Linked DNA regions of Columba livia: region 1 is linked to region 2. A link is a contact called in public Hi-C data. All regions are on one chromosome and are shown on one strand. Each heading gives the region's core, a stretch centred on a gene start, on an enhancer-like site or on the middle of the called end of the contact. The rest is flanking DNA. Distances are from core to core; before and after follow the strand shown.

Region 1 (4,519 bases), core at 1,828-4,327, 150 kb after region 2:
TTTTAACATTTTATAGGGATACTCTTAAGTGCCAGTCTTGGTTCCTTAGTATCTGTTGCAGCTGGTCCTTTCACAGCTATGTGAAAATTAAAAACAAAAGCTCCTTCTCCATCCCAAACCAAAACTAGTGTTTAGATCAAGCCCAAACGATACTCTAGCAAATATAGCCCTCACTGTGTTCCTCTGCTGTGTGATTTATACACTAAGAACATGAGGATGTTTAGAAAACAGCTGGATACTTGGAGTTTTTTGCAAATACGGTAGTCAAAGAACATTAGAAAAACTCATGGACAAAAATGAAATACAGATTTTGGCTGCTGGGCTTGCAAGCGCTGCAGAGAGACCCTGAGTGTCCTGCATTCAGTGACAGCATCTGACAAGCAATGGGCAAATTCCAAGTGGGACAGACCCAGATGTGCCAGTGGTGTTGTTGCACTGATTACAGCAGTGGAGGATTTCACACAAATTGAGTTAACGTGTGCCTGACAAGGACACAAGCCCACAGCCAGTGCAACCAGCAGTCATCCTAAGGTTATGAAGAAAGATGAGCCAAGGTAGTGATGCAATTTGTACAGCACAACAATTAGATTGCACTGAAGAGACTTTTATTCTGGCACAGACAGGATGCCATCCAGGAGGAGAAGCTTGAGAAGTGGACCCATACAAACCTTGTGAGGTTCAACAAGGCCAAGTTCAAGGTCCTGCACCCAGGTCAGTGCAACCCCCAGTATCAATCCAGGCTGGGGATGAAAGGATTGAGAGCAGCCCTGCTGACAAGGACTTGGGGGAGCTGGTGGATGAGAGATCGGACATGAGCCAGCAATGTGCGCTTGCAGCCCAGAAGCCAATGGTGTCCTGGGCTGCATCACAAGGAGCGTGGGCAGCAGGTCAGGGAGGTGATTCTGCCCCTCTGCTCCGCTCTGGTGAGACCCCACCTGCAGTGCTGGTCCAGCTCTGGGGTCCTCAGCACAGGACACACATGGACCTGCTGGAGAGGGGCCAGAGGAGCCACAGGAATGATCCGAGGCTGGAACAGCTCTGCTGGGAGGACAGGCTGAGAGAGTTGGGGTGTTCAGCTGGAGAAGACTCCAGGGAGACCTTACTGAGGCCTTTCAGTACTTAAAAGGGGCTGCTAAGAAAGATGAGGACAGACTTTTTAGCAGGGCCTGTTGCAATAGGACAAGGCATGATGATTTTAACTAAAAGAGGAGAGATTCAGACTAGACATGAAGAAGAAATGTTTTACAACAAGGCAGGTAAAACCCTGGCCCAGGTTTCCCAGAGAGGTGGTGGATGCCCCATCCCTGGAGACATCCCAGGCCAGGCTGGACGGGGCTCTGAGCAACCTGATCTGGGTGAAGATGTCCCTGCTCATGGCAGGGGTGGCACTGGATGAGCTTTGAAGGTCCCTTCCAACCCAAACTGTTCTATGATATCTGTAGGAAACATCTAAAATAGCTACTCCAGGCACTTCGCAGTGCAGGTGATACCCGAGCATCATGGAGCCTGCTCAGTGATGAAGAATGCTGTTATTTTAGCTTTTGAAGAGTCTGTGCCTTGTGTGCATGTGTAACACACAGGTGAGATTTTGCAGGATCCCCACTTTTGTCAAACAGTTGCCTGCCAGCACCTTGGTGCCCACACACTGATGCACAAGTATTTGAGAAAAAATACCTGTGCAACTGGTTGTCTGCACGAGAGCAATTCTGAGGTAGAAAAGAGAAGAAACAGTATTAAAAATCGTTGTCCTCAGATCAGGCACTGCCTGGGAAGCATTGAGTCTCCCAAGCCAACGCATTCAAAACAGTAAACTGCTAATGTGCTGGTCCAAAGGAAGAGACTGAATAAAAGTGCTAAGAGGGGAAATATTCACAGCTAGATGGTCTGACAGCTCTGCTGATAAGGCAGTTTCTGGTTGGCTGCACACCAAACGAGGTCTCACTCACACCAGATATGGCAAATAAATTAGTATTACTGAAGTAATTACAGATGATACTTACAGTCTGAGTGCTACCACACAACCCCACAATTCTTCCCAGGACCCTCATGCTGGTGAGCAGGGAGGTGCGAGACACGCGGGACCATCACACCTCCCTGCAAACACAACAGCATGGCCAAGGCAAGACTTTCAAGGCAGAGGAGCAGTGTTTAACTTTTGCTCTGCCACTGATTTCCTCAACAACCTTGGGCAAGCCACAGAAAGATGAATTTTAAAAGGGACTTAAGTGCCTTGAGGGGGAATTAGCATGGAGGGGGTTGGTCTCTTCTCCAAGTAGCAAGTGACAGGACAAGAGGAAATGGCCTCATGTTACACCAGGGATGGTTCAGATTGGATATCAGGAAAAAATTCTTCACAGGGAGAGCTGTGAAGCATTGGAACAGGCTGCCCAGGGCAGTGATGGAGTCACCACCCCTGGAGGTGTATAAAAGGCATATAGACAATGTTCTTAGAGACATGGCTTAGTGCTAGAGTTTAGTTATGGTTGGACTCAATGATCCTGAGGGTCTCTTTCAACCGAAATGATTCTATGATCTATGATCAAATGCATGTTTTGGATAACCTGAGTACTGCCACTGCCAACAGGTCAAGACCCACCATGCAGCCAACTGTAAGCAGCAAAGCTCCCAGGACACGGGGTACAAACTCCAATTACCACTCAAGCTGGAAAAGAAGAGAGGGGGAATCAAGCCAATAGTTCCAGCTCTTGGAAAGTGCCCTAAACCACAGGGTGTTTTCCATACCTCCTCTTGAAAATGTTCCACCTCTCAGAAAATAACTCAAGACTCTCTCAGCGCCATAACGCTTACTCAGCACTGTGACTGCCTTGTGGATGCTAATGTCATGGAGCAATAATGGGGTCCATTAAAATAAATGTCAATTGTTCCCTTAGCCCTTTTAGAGAGCCAAATTCATAGCTTAAAGAAATATGTTCATCCTGTCATGCTTTTAGTAGACAGTAATCTCGGCCCATGTCTTCCATAACTGACTGAAAAACCACCAAACCAAGTTTGGTCTTGCAGAGAGAGAGCATATCCGCCTCTCCAGCAGACAAACCAGGTGTATTTATGCAGTGGAAGAAGCCGTTCATTTTAGCCATTTGTTACAGACCAGTATGGAAAACAGATTTCACACTGATGATTTATAAAGTGCTTTTAGAGACCTTAGATTATGAGTTATAACCAGGTATGAACATCCAAAGCCACTGCTGAAAACACTCTCCTGCTCTTGCCGTGTTATTTACACTGTTCCAATAACAAGAACTCAGCTCCCTGGTCTGGGTCCTCAGCCCAGAGCCAGGATTGACCCGTTTCAGAGCCACAGATGTCTGTTTTCTATTTGGCTGCGGTATTCCCTGTGCAATATTAAAATGTCATCAATTCAGTTTAACAGGCCAAGTAAAGGCCTTAGTCAACCATTTAACAGCGAAGTAAAACATATGGCAAATGCATATCAGTCCAGGGACCGCATTAAAAGTTTAAGGGTTCAATTAAGAGGAATCTTGCTGGTGTGTTCTCAGGAGGTTAGGAAAACAGAAATGCCAAATGTTTGCCCCCCTTGTAGCTGTTAAGCATCGGGCTGAAACCCCCTTGTTAAAGCGCTTTTTGTTAAACTGCTATTCCAGTATGTTAAAAGCACCTCTTTTTAATACTCAGTTAAAACCATTTATTGGTAAAATTAAGGTGATATTTTTCTGATTTTTTTTTTAATAATTATTTTTGTGCTGCAATGTTCTCCCTGAAGTGCCCATGTTCAGCATCGCCACCTGCCCCCTAAGGCTGGAAGTGCCAAACCCTCCTGCAAGGCAACCCCTGATATCGCAGCACTGCCAAGGCTGAAGCTCAGCCACAAAACCAGCTGCACATGACTTTCAGAGCTGAAGAAAGCCCTATTTGAAGATGCAAAACCAAGCTGCAGTATTACCATTTTTTTCACGGTTCAGCTTCTTTAAGGACATGGTCATCCAGCAGAAAGAACATTTTAATTAAGCAGCACATCCTGCACGCAGCAGTGTCTCCGGATTCAAGCAGGTATTGACAATATAATGGACTGACCATACTGTTCTAGAATAATAAACATATTCCAAAATACCTCTGCTTGCAAGAACAGACAGGTCCCAAGGGCCAAGTACTGAAGAGTCCAGGTGTTGGGTCACCAGCTGGGTGATGGTCTGATGTGTCCATCGCATGATCATGGTGTGCATGTCCAATATAAATGATGCAGACCCCACCACAAAACTGGCCCAGTGGTGTGGAAGGGGCAGTGGCATTGCAGCTGCAAGTAGGTTGTCATAGAATCATAGAATTTAGGTTGGAAAGGACCTTCAAAGCTCATCCAGTGCCACCCCTGCCATAAGCAGGGACATCTTCACCCAGATCAGGTTGCTCAGAGCCCCATCCAGTCTGGCCTGGGATGTCTCCAGGGATGGGGCATCCACCACCTCTCCGGGCAACCTGGGCCAGGGTTTCACCACCCTCAGTGTAAAACTTTTCTTTCCTCATGTCCCTTCAGAGCAGGGCC
Region 2 (4,400 bases), core at 1,545-4,044:
CTAACACAGACACTGCTGGAGTCCCAGCTGGACACAGTGGGTTTTGGCAGCACTGTTTGGCAGCAGAGAGACCATGTCCGAAGGTGCTTTAGGGTCCTGGAGCATTTTTGTGTAGGATGTAAGCTGTGGCTTAGCTTAGGGCTGGGATGTGCAGGGCTCATAAAGGTAAACTTCTTAACAGGCATTTTCTCTGCTTTTTTCTTTGAAAGCGAAAGTCTGCCCAAGACTGTAGCCAGAAAAGTCCATTTTGGGACTGAGGGGTAAGATTGTGTTTGAGGGCTAATATATCACTTTGGTTTTGTAACTTGTTTGCCTCTAAGTGCTTCAGTGCCATATCTACAGACCAAATCTCAAAGAGCTTCCTAGATTACAGACAGCTCACATAAAGGTGTAATTTGCCCAGAGCCATTACCCGAAAACACCTCATCCTTGAACCTGGGAAATAAAGAATATCTTGAGTGAAAGTAACTACAAGAATTTGAGAAGAAGAAAATAACTTCTGTGGGAATGACTTTTCATAGGTTAATGTAATTCATGGGCCACTTGGATTTCGGGTGACTGAACTGTGTTGGAAGCAGATGCTGTTTTCTCCTTGTTCCTTTGCTTGCCACTTCCATTTTTCAGCACTAAGCTCAGGGAGGCAAAATCAATAGTGCTCCAACATTAATAATTGAGCAAAGCAGGCAGCCAGCTGAGTAAACCCCATCTCACTTGAAATCAGAGCAGTTACTTCCTAGCTTGAGCTAACGTATCTGAGAATTAGGTACAGACTGAGGTGGAAAATGGGATAAAAACACCAAAATAAAATAAAAAGCCAAACAGCCTGCTTCCCCCTGTGCTGTGCTGTCACAGTCCTCACCAAAAGAGCGGCAGAAGTGAATAAGGATTGCTCTCTTGAATCATTCGGTATCAGGATGCAATCAGGCAGAATGGTCTGAAAGCATCTTTAGTTTGCAGGAATGAACTCTCCAGGGGTCTGAGTGCTATTTCCAGATTTCATCTTAAAGCTTAAATGGTGCACTTATTGAGAGCTGATCATATAAAGTACATGAAGAAGAAAAGAGCCTGACAAGCAATAGCTTTTAACTTGAGGAGTTAAAAAAAAAATATATATACATATAAAGAGGCAATAAACACACTGCTGGTGGCATTTCTGAAGGGCATTTGGATACTCTTGCAATGCAGGTTATGAACCTCACTGGAATATGGTGCTCCACAGCATCCCCTCACTGAAATGATGCCATCTCTGGAAAAAGCTGCAATGAGCTTCTAATACCCCTGGTAAAATTACACTGTGGTTAAGGGACAGGGTCTCCTAATCCCAGTCAGGTATCAGGAAGAGGTTCAGTAGGATGGCACATCAGATTGTCATACACCCTGGTGGCTTTTGCAGATTATAAATGGAAGTTGCCCACATGGTGTGTTCTTTGAAAGTACTCGGTTTTGTAATATCTAGGTCAAACTGGCTTATAAATATTGAGAAAAAGGGGCTTCTCTGAGGGGTAGTCTTGTTTTAATGGGGCAGACTGTCTATTGATGGACCTGTCAGTAAAGGCATAAATCATATCTGAGACACCAGGATAGAGCTGGTGAAGAAATCTGATCAGAATTAATGCCAAGATGTCAGCAATCCAGGAGATACATGATAGCATCACTGCGGAGCCAACAGACACAAAATACAATGTAAAGATTTCCTTTCTTCTGTGGGATCTCAAGGGATCCTTCTGCAGAGCATCCAGGAAGTGTTCTGAATCCTAAGTAGTGTGAGGAGGCAGATAGCCTGATTTAAAGGTGTTTAAATATTGCTGAGGGATGGGAGCACCCACCAGGACAGTGCTCTGGGATGATGCTGAACACCCACCACATCAGGGCTTTTGGTTGCTGTGCTGAGGACAAGCCATGTGATAGACCAAAGCAATTATTCCACAGAGAATCACATGCTGTTTCTATAAGGAATAAGAATTACATTCCATTTCTATGAGGGATAAGAGTCAAGAAAACCCGTACTGGTATCTGTGGGCATCCTGCTACTGTCTATCAACACTTTTAAGGGACAACAGAGGCTGCAGTTGTGGACCCAACTTGCAGTTTGGATGAAGCCTGTAAGGGTGAGACTGTGAGAAGCTCAGCTAATGCTGCCTTTAGCAGGGTGGCATTGCCAGCCTTTCTCCCAAACAGCAGAGCAAGATTAAAGCCTTTCATTCTGATGCCTTGCAATGTGGGTTTATTATCTTTTTTTTATTGTTTCTTTTCAATTGCCTGCAGCATGAGGAGATCATGATGTTCAGAGCCAACGAAAATGAAGCTTTGCTAGACAGGGCCCATCTGTTTCTCCTCTCTCAGCCCCAACTTTCCCCATTGGCTTTCTGTGTGGATGAACCCAGGAAAATCCTTGCAGAGCCAGGGGAAAGCCAGGAGGCAATTAATTTATCTTGAAACAGCACAGCCTTGAACAGCCACCAGTGACCTGGAGTTCCTACAGAGTTTAGGTAATTGTGCTGCCGACTTGCTGTCGGGACTGGGGTTTTATGATTATTTTTTTGCAATGAGCAGCAGTTTGTCAATCGTTGCCTTTAAATACGTCAGTAAAGGAGCAATTGCGTGGCTGTCTGCTGCAGCAAGCACTGATGGCCTCATGGGCTCTGCCCACTGCCCTTCAATGTGGCTCTGTCAGAGGCCACTGCGTTGGAAAAGAAGCTCCAACCATGAACATGAGGGCAGGAGAAAAGAACAGAAGAGTAGAGGCTTGTTTATCCCTGGTAATCCACTCGGATGTGTGCAGACTAAAGGTGTACAGCTGGAGGGGAAAATAAGGCCATATAACATGATTCAGCTGATCCAAACAAAGGTAAGGGGTGAGGAATTCCTACCTGAGCAGAAGGAGGCTTCTCAGGGAATTTCCCCTGGCTGCTTTTCAAAGCTCTCACTGCTGCACCGTGACCTGTGAGGCATTTGTTTGGTTTGGCCTCTATTTTCTCTCTCTTCCTTTTTCTTGTTTTCTTTTCCCCCCTTTTTCCCTTTCAGTTCTTGTCTGTTTTGTTTCTGAAAGAATGACATCCTGGCCCCTAACATTTCTGGAGGCAACACACACATTCCTTGCAGCTCCGTGTTACCAAGAAGACAGAAAATATTCCTCATAATTACACATGATTTGATCAGTCCAGCATTTCCACCTCTTCCCAGAAGTTTTATTATCGTAATTGATTTCTCTGGCACCTACTCGCAGCTCTAGGCATTTTCCCAAACCTTTAAACACACAGTTAGCAATTCTGAACATTTCACTGCTGTATTTCTTTTCCTTGATTTGCTAGTTATAAATTCTTTGTTAGCAGTCTCTCCTACAACGTGAGCTTTATTAGTGTAATCCCCACTGCTGTAGCATCGTGATACTCCAGGATCTCTGCCTCACCGCACCACTGTGATCGATGAAAATGGTGTTATCCTTACTTTACAAATGGGACTAACACTCATATTTTTAAGTATTTGGCTTTCGGTGACTCACCAGGAAGCCAGTGACAGAAAAGGGAATTAGACTCCAGTGTCCCAAGTCCAAGTCTCTATCTGCTGGGCCAGCTTAGTTTTACTGTCTTTCAGTGTATTTCTATTGCCTTTCAGAAAACCTTCTGCAATTTCTAATTCATACAGGACTCATCACTTTTTCAAATGCTTTTAAGGACAGATAAACCAAGTGATTTGAAGAACCAAGGGCTCCTCTGGGGAAGTTCTCTTCCAGCACTTCTGGATATTGGGTAGAAAAAGATCTTCTGCTGAAGAGAGACCTGAACTCTCATCTGAACTGTGGAGTGTTAATCATATCATATGTTCATCACATCTACATGATAGCACTTGTCCATAGTAACTTTTTTGGATGTCAAAGGGAGAATGTAAGAGAGGTGATCTCAAATAATGTTGGGTTTCAACACCCAACCCAAATCACATTCAAAACACCAGTTTCACCCTCCCATTCATTTCAGTGAGGGCAGTTGGATTATTGAAAGGAGAAGCTCCAAGCACAATCCAGCACAATCTTGGTATGGTTCAGTATGATCCACCCCTCAAGGGGCAGAGTTGTGCATTACCTTGAACTTCTGCATGTCCCCAGGCACAGCCATGTGCTGCAGTGGTGACATTCATGCTACCTCTGTCGTTAAGAATTAATTGCATAGGCTGCAAAACTCTCACAAATTCTGACTCTTCACCTACTTAAATCCAACCCCATGTCACCCTCCTGCCACAACTCACAAGACCCACAGGTATGCTCACTCTGGAGGAGAGCCACCCATGGCTTGTTTGCTGGAATGGGAGCAACAGCCCCAGAAGCAAAGCTGCTGAAAGGAATGCCAAAATCTTGCTCTTTCTCAGGCAGAAGCTGAGCCAAAAGTCAGGTTCCAACCTATGCA

The links. A called contact is a pair of places that touch in the nucleus more often than the background predicts.
Region 1: a Hi-C map of crop shows a contact between it and region 2, with 6 times the contacts expected there. The contact joins two enhancer-like sites. A contact is called at or near these places in 2 of 2 Hi-C or Micro-C datasets (crop and liver).

The regions. Positions count from the first base shown.
Region 1 is chr1:204,698,739-204,703,257 of bColLiv1.pat.W.v2, forward strand. All of the region lies in intron 3 of CAMK1D (calcium/calmodulin dependent protein kinase ID), which reads right to left. Among named protein-coding and RNA genes, the nearest start is that of CCDC3, 130 kb to the left of the region's middle. Within about 2 kb of position 3,078, at least 2 of the 3 cell types and tissues checked have an H3K27ac peak away from gene starts, as active enhancers do.
Region 2 is chr1:204,552,632-204,557,031 of bColLiv1.pat.W.v2, forward strand. No RefSeq gene overlaps it. Among named protein-coding and RNA genes, the nearest start is that of OPTN, 13 kb to the left of the region's middle. Within about 2 kb of position 2,795, at least 1 of the 3 cell types and tissues checked has an H3K27ac peak away from gene starts, as active enhancers do.